Regions from separate parts of the Mus musculus genome. Here regions 2 and 3 are each linked to region 1. A link is a contact called in public Hi-C and HiChIP or PLAC-seq data. All regions are on one chromosome and are shown on one strand. The core of a region is the stretch at or near the end of the contact, and the rest is flanking DNA. Distances in the headings are between cores, read along the strand shown.

Evidence for each region. Hi-C and Micro-C count contacts between places; a contact is called where the count stands out from the background. HiChIP or PLAC-seq counts read pairs in DNA pulled down with a chosen protein or histone mark.
Region 2: a contact with region 1 is called in an HNF4G HiChIP or PLAC-seq map of pancreatic cancer cells. The contact joins two enhancer-like sites. A contact is called at or near these places in 2 of 39 promoter capture datasets (both in embryonic stem cells), 2 of 484 Hi-C or Micro-C datasets (both in nephron progenitors), 6 of 115 datasets of contacts at active chromatin or transcription factors (the 230-238 cell line, the SCID.adh cell line, bone marrow-derived macrophages and 2 more) and 2 of 9 other capture datasets (adipose tissue and liver).
Region 3: a contact with region 1 is called in a Hi-C map of the HPC-7 cell line, with 2.1 times the contacts expected there. The contact joins two enhancer-like sites. A contact is called at or near these places in 1 of 39 promoter capture datasets (pre-B cells), 1 of 484 Hi-C or Micro-C datasets (the HPC-7 cell line), 1 of 115 datasets of contacts at active chromatin or transcription factors (CD8 T cells) and 3 of 9 other capture datasets (adipose tissue, liver and pancreatic islet).

The regions. Positions count from the first base shown.
Region 1 is chr16:20,190,851-20,193,858 of GRCm38.p6, forward strand. It overlaps Yeats2 (YEATS domain containing 2), which reads left to right. Exons shown (of 31, transcript NM_001145930.1): 14 at 2,309-2,416; 15 at 2,794-2,976. Among named protein-coding and RNA genes, the nearest start is that of Gm41431, 44 kb to the right of the region's middle. Within about 2 kb of position 1,446, at least 52 of the 459 cell types and tissues checked have an H3K27ac peak or open chromatin away from gene starts, as enhancers often do. A contact at or near this core is called in the HPC-7 cell line and pancreatic cancer cells, where this site is marked.
Region 2 is chr16:20,412,628-20,415,635 of GRCm38.p6, forward strand. All of the region lies in intron 2 of Abcc5 (ATP-binding cassette, sub-family C (CFTR/MRP), member 5), which reads right to left. Among named protein-coding and RNA genes, the nearest start is that of Abcc5, 12 kb to the right of the region's middle. Within about 2 kb of position 1,619, at least 70 of the 459 cell types and tissues checked have an H3K27ac peak or open chromatin away from gene starts, as enhancers often do. A contact at or near this core is called in pancreatic cancer cells, where this site is marked.
Region 3 is chr16:19,972,166-19,975,173 of GRCm38.p6, forward strand. All of the region lies in intron 1 of Klhl6 (kelch-like 6), which reads right to left. Among named protein-coding and RNA genes, the nearest start is that of Klhl6, 9.4 kb to the right of the region's middle. Within about 2 kb of position 1,501, at least 71 of the 459 cell types and tissues checked have an H3K27ac peak or open chromatin away from gene starts, as enhancers often do. A contact at or near this core is called in the HPC-7 cell line, where this site is marked.

The DNA.
Region 1 (3,008 bases), core at 196-2,695:
TCACACAGACACATATACATTCTCTATAAAAATGTTTGCCTGGCAGCATGGTTTCTGATGGTACAAGGAGCAAACCTTGTCCCCTTTGCACACATCAGCCTTAGTTAATTAATTTAAAAGTAATTCTTGGGCTGGTGAGATGGCTCAGTGGGTAAGAGCACCTGACTGCTCTTTCGAAGGTCCAGAGTTCAAATCCCAGCAACCACATGGTGGCTCACAACCATCCGTAAGGAGATCTGACTCCCTCTTCTGGAGTGTCTGAAGACAGCTACAATGTACTTACATATAATAAATAAATAAATCTTTAAAAAAAAAAAAAAAAAAAAAAGTAATTCTTAACCTCTTCAAATAGAGAGTAGTTCAGAATATCACCTATCCATACAGCATCCGACTTCTTCACATACTCAAGACAGTCTGCTCAGTATTTGGCCAAAGCACTTCCCTGTTTGGCTCCTGTTTTCTCAAGATGGTTATCTTACTTGAAAGCCTTTCAGATGCAGACTGCTGTCTGAGTGGCCCTGAGATGCAAATCTGCTTTAGTGAGTACCCACCCCAGCAGTTAACATTCCTCTAACTTAGTTGACAGGGATCACAGATGGTTTTCTGATCAGAATGAGGTTTTCTTGGAGTAACTCCCTTGAAAGTCTTACCTCTACCATTTATTTTTTAGTATTTGTTGATGACATTTCATTTCGTAGGCAAGTAGTAGTCTTAACTTTAATTATTTTCCTTAAAGTTCAATTTTGGCACATTATCTCTGAGATCTGCTTTTGTCTTTTGAGGTGGAGACAAAGGTCAGTGGTTTTTATCTCACTCTGCTGTTGCTTTCCATTTTCTATTCCCACTTCCTTCCTTTGATGGTTTGCTTGTTTTGTGGTAAGCTTTCACTGTAGTCTAGGCTGGAGCTTGGGACCGTCCTGTCTCCCCCTCCTGAGATACAGGGTTACCTTGGCCTAGAGCATTGTTTTCTTATCCTTTTTATTCCTTTGGAAAATTTATTTTCCAAATGTGAAACTCATTTTACATTTATCTGTATTCCAGATACTGAGTGAATTTTTCAAGACAAGTTGAGAGTATAAAAGAAAAAAAACACACACTCTAAAACATCACCATTATTTGTTAGAATAACTTACTTAGTGCCTGTGCTTTAGGAATATAAAGCCAAATACAACCCCTGTCCTCTACCATCTGGCAAAAGATCAGACATACATAAAGAATCAAATATTAGGAATGGACATAAAGATCAGTTGGTGTTGTGTGAAAAGACTTCCTAGGGAGATGCAGTGCTCATATCTATTCACTCCAGATAGGGAACCAACAACAGATCAAAGTCCACTGTGGTAAACCAATGAGTTTTTTATTGAGGTTACTTACATGAGTATGGGTGAGGGGTTACTTACAGGGGCAGAAATGACTCAAAAACAGCTGCTTCACCAAGGCCCAGCCCAGGAAGGGTGCTGACTCACAGAAGCAAGGAAACCTGGAGTAGGTTAGAGTATCCTTTCCTAGTGACTATGTTAGTCAGGCAGCCTTGCTGGTTTTTCTCCTCCTTGCTGGTCTGATCTCAGGGCCTTTCCTGCAGCTTGCCTTGTCTTTCTTGCTTACTCTGAGAGGGGGGCCCTCGTGAATCTGCTCAGCTATTTTGAGACGTTTACCTTTGCCTTAAGGAACTTCCCTGGGAGATAGAGCATGTCAGTCTCCAAGAAACTGCTACACAACACTGGTAGAGTGCTTCTCCTACATGCACAGAGCTTTGGGTTCCGTCCCCAATGCCACATAAAAACAAGTGTGAGGTTGTAAGCATGTAATCCCAGCACTCGAGAAGTAGAGGCAGGAGCATCAGAAGTTCAAGGTTTTCTTTAGCTAGATAGTGAAACCAACCTGGTCTACCTGACACCCTGTCTTATAGGACTGTAACATCCATCAGGACACAGGTGAGTAGCCTTTTGCTGAGCTGATTTCCTGATTTTTCAGGCAGGGTTTCAGTGTTTAGTCCAGGCTAGACTTGAACTAACAGTCCTCCTTTGTCAGCCTCCTGTGCAGTGAGTTACTACTGGTGCTCAGATGGAATTGCATACCTCATTTTTTATTTGCTTTTAAAAAGGAAATTACAGTAAATGTATAGAAGCTTAGAAGATCTCTAGCATTGTGGGTTTTTGTTTTGTCGTGTGTGTGTGTGTGTTGCTGGCTGTGGTAGGTTTGTATTAAGTAGATAATATTACTGTATTAAGTGTACTAAGTGGCTAGAGTATCTGAAAGCATCCGTTTGGGCCTGTTATATAATATATAGTAATGTTTTTACATACAGCAGGAGGAGTCTTTATTCGCATCTATGCCACCTCTTTGCCCAATTGGTAGTCACCCTAAAGTGCAGAGCCCCAAAGCTGTGACTGGAGGACTTGGGGCTTTCACAAAGGTGAGTGTGTGTCATAGCCTTACCTGTGGCCTTCCCACTCTTTAATAGGCCTTAGCTCTGAGATGTGCTCCCACTTATTTAATGCTGTCCATGTCCTAGGACTCCAGGGACACGGGAGTTCAGAGGTCACGGCCTATTTTGTCTCTCTTTGCTGCCTTCCTACCCCGTCTCTATGACAAGTGACAGAGCAGGGATCAAGTGAGATACAATTTGCCTAAGGACTCGTATCTCTTAAAGCATTATTTTACCTTTTTCATGGAGCCGTTCTGTGTATCCAAACTTGATTAACACTGCAGAGACTAGATTCACAGTTTCATAGTAGGTCCTTCCTCCTCCTCCCCATGGGATACTTATTCAGTGTCATTGTGTGTTGCAAGGTGATCATCAAACAGGAACCTGGAGAAGCTCCTCATGTGTCCACAACAGGAGCTGCGAGCCAGTCAGCATTCCCTCAGTATGTGACCGTGAAAGGGGGTCACATGATAGCTGTGTCCCCTCAAAAGCAGGTCATAAGTGCTGGAGAAGGGACCACTCAGTCACCAAAGATTGCACCCTCCAAGGTTTGTATGGGTTTGGGGTGGGAGAGTCATGT
Region 2 (3,008 bases), core at 369-2,868, 220 kb after region 1:
TGTTGCATAAGCTTGATCTGAAGCAATTAATTCAAAGTTTGTATTACAATCGGTGGGGGAGGTCTGAGATTAAATTTGTCAATACCATGATTAAGTTTCAAATGATTAAGCTGAAAACGAATCACGGGATGAGGAAATACTTGGAGCTCAATGCTTGAGGCAGTGGTTCTCAGCCTTCCTAATGCTGCAACCCTTTAATATAGTTCCTCCACCATGCCACAGGGGCACGTGTTCCACTATGTTCATAACAGCCTTATTTGCGATAGCCAGAAGCTGGAAAAACAAAACAAAACAGATGTCCCACGACAGAAGAGTGGATACAGAGGATGTGGTTCATTTACACAGTGGAGCACTACTCAGCTATTAAGAACAAGGACGTGCTGAGTTTTGTAGGCAAATGGATGGAACTAGAAAATATCATCCGGAGTGAAGTAACTCAGACCCAAAAGGACATGCATAGTATGTACTCACTAATAAGTAGATATCAGCCAAAAAATAAAATTAAAACAAACAAAAAAAACATAGCACAGAATACCACAGAACTCATACAGGTCAACAAGCTGAAGCCCAAGCGAGGATGCCTCAGTCCCACTTTCGAGAGAGAAGAAAGCTATCTCAAGTGAGAGGGAGGGAGGGATATGAGAGAGAAAGTGGACAGGCAGGGGAGGGGGGGAGCCTGATCTGATATTGGGTGAGGGAAAAGGACTGAAAAGGACTCATATGACCCCCAAGGGGCTCGTGACCCACAGGTTGAGAAGCCCTGCTTAAGGAGTAAGACCTGCCTTTATTCCATGAGATCTCAGGAGGCCCAGTGTAGCCACACCAGGAAACTAAACCTCCACCAATAACTTGATTCCATTGCAGAGACTTTTGTATCTAGAATAGGGCCCTATTTCTTTTTAATACTCTACATATGACTTTAATACACAGTCTGACTTTTAAATTACTGATTTAGATACTAAAACTTGTAAATGTTGGTGAAAATGCCTTTAAGATTTTCAGTTTTTAGCTTTGGAAAACAAAAACACAAAAATAGAACTTTCCTCATGCCAAGGTCAGCCCGGGTGTCAGTTCTCGGGACCCATCGATTTTCGTTTTTGAGCTAGGGTCTCTCACTGGGACCAGGCTATACAATCAGCCCCAAGGATTCTCCCGCCTGTCTCCCTCACTGCTGCTGTACCTGCTTTTACGTGGGTTCTAGGACTCACACTCAGGACCTCACACCTACAAATCAAGCACTTTACCAATGGAGCTTCCCACACACACCCAGGCCCTGCTTCAGGGACTTCTTCAAAGTCACATGACTTCAGCTTTTATAGGTACTTAGAATGTGTACCTACCTCTCAAAACCAAATGTAAGTATTTCTGTGACACAGCATAGCACATAAATCGTTTTCACAATGTTTGCTCCAGAAACAAAGGCATCTTAAAGATAGGTGCCATGCATAGTCAATCCTGTTGATTTTGGCTGGCTGTCCCACTGTTCTTCTGATGGCCCCACACACTAGGCTAAAACAATAGGCAGGGGAAATTAATGTTTCAGAGAACCCAATAGCTCTGCTCTGAGTCACCTCACTCCAGAAATACCACACTGGGACAATCAGCAGATCACAGTACCCTATCAGATCTGCTGATAAGTTCTACTGTGCCACACCCACGGGGAGGTGAGGCCACAGGACAGCCTGGCCTACACTTGGTTCCCTGTGAGGGACACTCATTTGTAAACCAGTCTTGCTTCAGGCGTTCATGAATGGACTTTGTCAATCGTGTTTTTCCACAAGTTCTTTGAACGACAGATGCAGAAGAAAATAATCTGCTATTTGGAAACATGTTTTTACTATACAGCCCAGGCTGGCCTTAAATTTGGGATTATCCTTCCACCTCAACCACACCCAAGCATGAGAATTAGAGAGGCCCAGGCCCAGCCAGAAGAAGAGTCTTGAATAAGGAAAAGCATACATAACACCTAAACAGCTAACTCCTTCCTTTAAAAGGGAAGGAAGGAAGAACTAGACAAGTTTAACTCTACTATCGGGCTTCAGTGTACCAGAAGAACCTCACGTCACCGTGTTTGAAACACACAGGTTCAGTCATTGCAAGGACTTGTAGAGAGGATGTCTCTCCTTAGCACTGGCCCTTTAATTTGTGATCAGACACAAGGCATGAAGGACAGCAGGTCTTTACTATGCCACAGAGCCAAGCTTTACTAAGAGTTTCACTGGCCATTTGTCATCTCCCAACTACTTTAATAGACACTAGTGCTTAGAACTACCTTAAAAACAGTAAGCTATGCTAGTGTCATGGCTCGCACACCTTTCGTTCCCAGCACATCAGAGGCAGAGGCAGCAGACACATCTGAGTTTGAGGCTAGCCTGGTCTACACAGTAAGTTCCACACCGCCTAGGGCTACATAATGAGACCGTCACACACACAAAAAGAAAGAACTACCCCAAGCCCCATCTAACAATTTTCTTTTCAGGTGGGAATCAGTGAGCTGTTGCTGTAGACACAAGCAGCTCTCACCAGCAACAGCACGACGGCCATCTCTCCTGGGGCTGTGGCCAGCACTGAGACTGGCATCTGACTGGAGGCCAGCTACCTTTTCATACCACCAAGCCTAAGAAACTCCAGGGCCTCACAGAGCTGATAGATGCTTACATGGGGGAAAGGGACTGGGGGCAGAGGCATCCAGAAGATGCACTGAGTTGCTGCAGAAACACTTATGCAGAGATATGAAATACTAGCTGCTGTCCTGCCCTCCTCCCTAAACCAGGCTGACTCACCGGGCACTGTTCTCCACTCTGAGAACATAAGAGCTAAAACAAAATCACATGCCTTTTAGCTGTAAAAGCTTTCAGGGTCAAATCCTCTAAAAGTGTAATGTCATACAAAGTATTGCAGGAAATGATTGCAGAGGTGGGGAGAGGTGATTTCTGTTTCTGATATAATCGTATGTGCTTCACACATTTCTGCAATAGGCTCCTATTCCTTTCCTAATAAGGTCTTAG
Region 3 (3,008 bases), core at 251-2,750, 220 kb before region 1:
GAAGGTGAGTCCATAACCATCATGGCAGGTAGCCTGACAATATACTCCACTGGAACAATAGGACTAGGGGCCTACATCCTAATTCACAAGCATGAAACAAAGAGAGAAAACTCAGTGGGAGTGGCATAGGCTTTTCATACCTCAAAACCCACCCAGCAACATAAGTTCTCCAACAAGGCCACACCTCCTAATTCTTCTCAAATAGTTCCACCAAGTGGAGATCAGACATTCAAGTATGTGAGCCCATAGGGATATTCCCACTCAAATGAGCACAGCTACCAAAAGAGAACCTGCGGTGGGGGGTCCCCTAGCACAGACCCCTTTGGGCTCCCACCTAACAAGAAGATATAATAGAGATCAAAGTTAAGAAAATAACTGGCTAGGGCTAGGACAAATATTCACCTGGAAATTCATGTTTGTTTTTGTTGTAGAGGTTCTCTTACATCTTTTGAGATCCAGCACTCCCAGGATCCCATCAGGCCTAGGGATTCTTCACAAAGGAAAGAGGGACAAGCAACCTCCTCATCTTCTCAGCCTGAAAAGCTCATGCTACCAGGCCTTGCCTTGGCCTCTTATGTCTCTAGCTAACAGACTGAGAAAAGGTACTGCAGCCTGTACTCAGGTAGCACAGTTCACTGGAGCTCAGAGTTTCCATTAACAGCCTGATATAAAAGCTTTATTAATAATAACATGAGATGTGTTCTTGTCTGTTGTATGCATGCAAATTCACTCACATTTGGAAGAGCAACTTCTGCTGTGGTTTTATTCCCCAAGGGTTTGTGTGTTCTAAGCATGGTCCTCAATGCAGCAGTGTACATGTGCTGGAACCTTTCAAAAACCAAGTACCAAGGCAGCTAGTCTGTTAGGACATAATCATCCTAAGAACCAATGTGGTTCTCATGGGACACTGCTCAGTTGTCCAAAAAGAGTTATTTGAAAGAGGAAGACTGGCCCTACCCCCACAGCTGTCTGGTTTCTTGTCTCACCATGGGACCTTGCTCCCTGACATACTCCCAGCTTATAACCTATTAACTGACTGTCAAGGCCAGAGCCAGGCCAAAATGCTATCACTATCTATGCCTTTGCACCACCAGAACTATATAACCCCTTATTATTATTATTAAAGTTCACAGCCTCAGATATTTGTTATAGAAAAAAAAAAACACCTAACATGTATCTTCAGAGTAGCATTTGAAAGTTCATAGACATCTTTCTTTCAACTCCAGATACATATCTGATAGACAGCATCCCACATTTCTCTCTTGAGTTTAAAGTCAGGTTATTTAACACTTCTAGCCATTGAACAAGCATTTGAACTAAAGTGACAAAGGAGCTTAAAGCTGAGCATTCCCTTCACTGACTTTAAATAGTATCAGATCTTAAAAGAACTTCTGTTTGCCAACCTTCTGGTTCAAGTTGACCACTCCTCAAAGTCACTACATATGGCTTTGGGGAAGCAGAAGTTGGCTTGCTTATTGTGCAACCAGAACCCTCAAAACCCCACTAGGGCAATACTGGTGACTCAGCAAGCCATAGGATTCTTATCATCCAAATTTATGACAGGAAGGCCTGTTCTGTCTTACAAGATCAGACCCAATAGAACATAACAAATACTCTATACAGACTCCGGTGATGATCCAGACACAGATCTGATGGCCATTCTTGTTTTCTTGCTCACTATCATTCTTATTCTGTTTAGTAGGAGCATCAGGTTTCCTACTGTGACCCACCCCTCCCCCTACATAGTCTTGAATGTCTCAGTTCTTGGGCCAGTGGTGACCATAGTCCAAGTCCATATAATACATCTCCCAAGCCTTAGTGATTAGTTAGGGCTGAGTGCAGAACAAAGTGGATCCAAGCAAAGCCAGTTTCAGAAACTTCTCTGGATCTACTACTATAAGAAATTTGTTTCCCATTGAAATTGTTGAGCTGGTAGAAATGAAAATACAAAGATATCTGTGACCTCCTCCTCTCTAACAGAGGCAAGAGGAGGGGAAAGGAGACACAAAGAGACAGAAACACATAGAAAGAGATTAACTTGAACACAAGGATCCATCTGTACCTAAAACCAATATACCTAGACTTTTAAAACATAAATGAGTAAGTACACTTTAGTCTTTTTTAAATGCCATGGCAAGCACTTTTTAATAATTGTCAGATGGACAGAGACATGAGAAGACACCCACATGGACAGTTTAAGAAGATTAAACTATTCCACTCCACACTCTGACCTACACTCTATTATAACAACAGTGTAAACAACAGTGAACTACAGCATGATCTTGCACAGATACATGTAATAGTGTGATGAGAACTTGGTTCTTAGAATCAGACCTCCAAGGTGCTGATGCTAACTCTGCTCTCCTACCTGCGCTTCTATGTTATGCACATGGTGGTTATTGCTTGACTCAATTTGCCTTTCAGTTTATCTCACACCCTCCACTGGAAACGTAGCCTGCCTGCCCTTAACCCAATGTTTCTCAACCTGTGAGTCATGACCCCTTTGACAGGGGTCACCTAAAACCATCAAAAAACACAGCTATTTACATTACAGCTTATAACAGTAGTTAAATCACAGTTATGGAAAAGCAATGAAAATATGCTATGGTTGGGTCACCACAACATAAGGAACAGTATTAAAGAGTCGCAGCATAAGGAAGGTTGAGAGCCACTGCCCTAACCAAATACCATTTGCCTCCCAGACCACTTCCATGAGGTCTGCTTAGAGTGGCACTTAATTAGACTAGGTGAGCATTGGTGCTTGTCGTCTACCACCACATTCCAACCCTAGGCATCCAATACCATATTCTTGCTCTTCTTACTATGTTCCGTCCCAAACTCACACAGGACCATGTAGAAGCTCGCTGTGATGGCCACTTCATTATCTAGAAGATAGGGACCAGCCTCAGACTTAACTGAGCTTTCCCTACACATAGACTTTGGTCCACATCTCCATCCCAAGATGTAGAGAATCTGCTAGTAGCAGAGTATCCCTACTGTGGAGCACA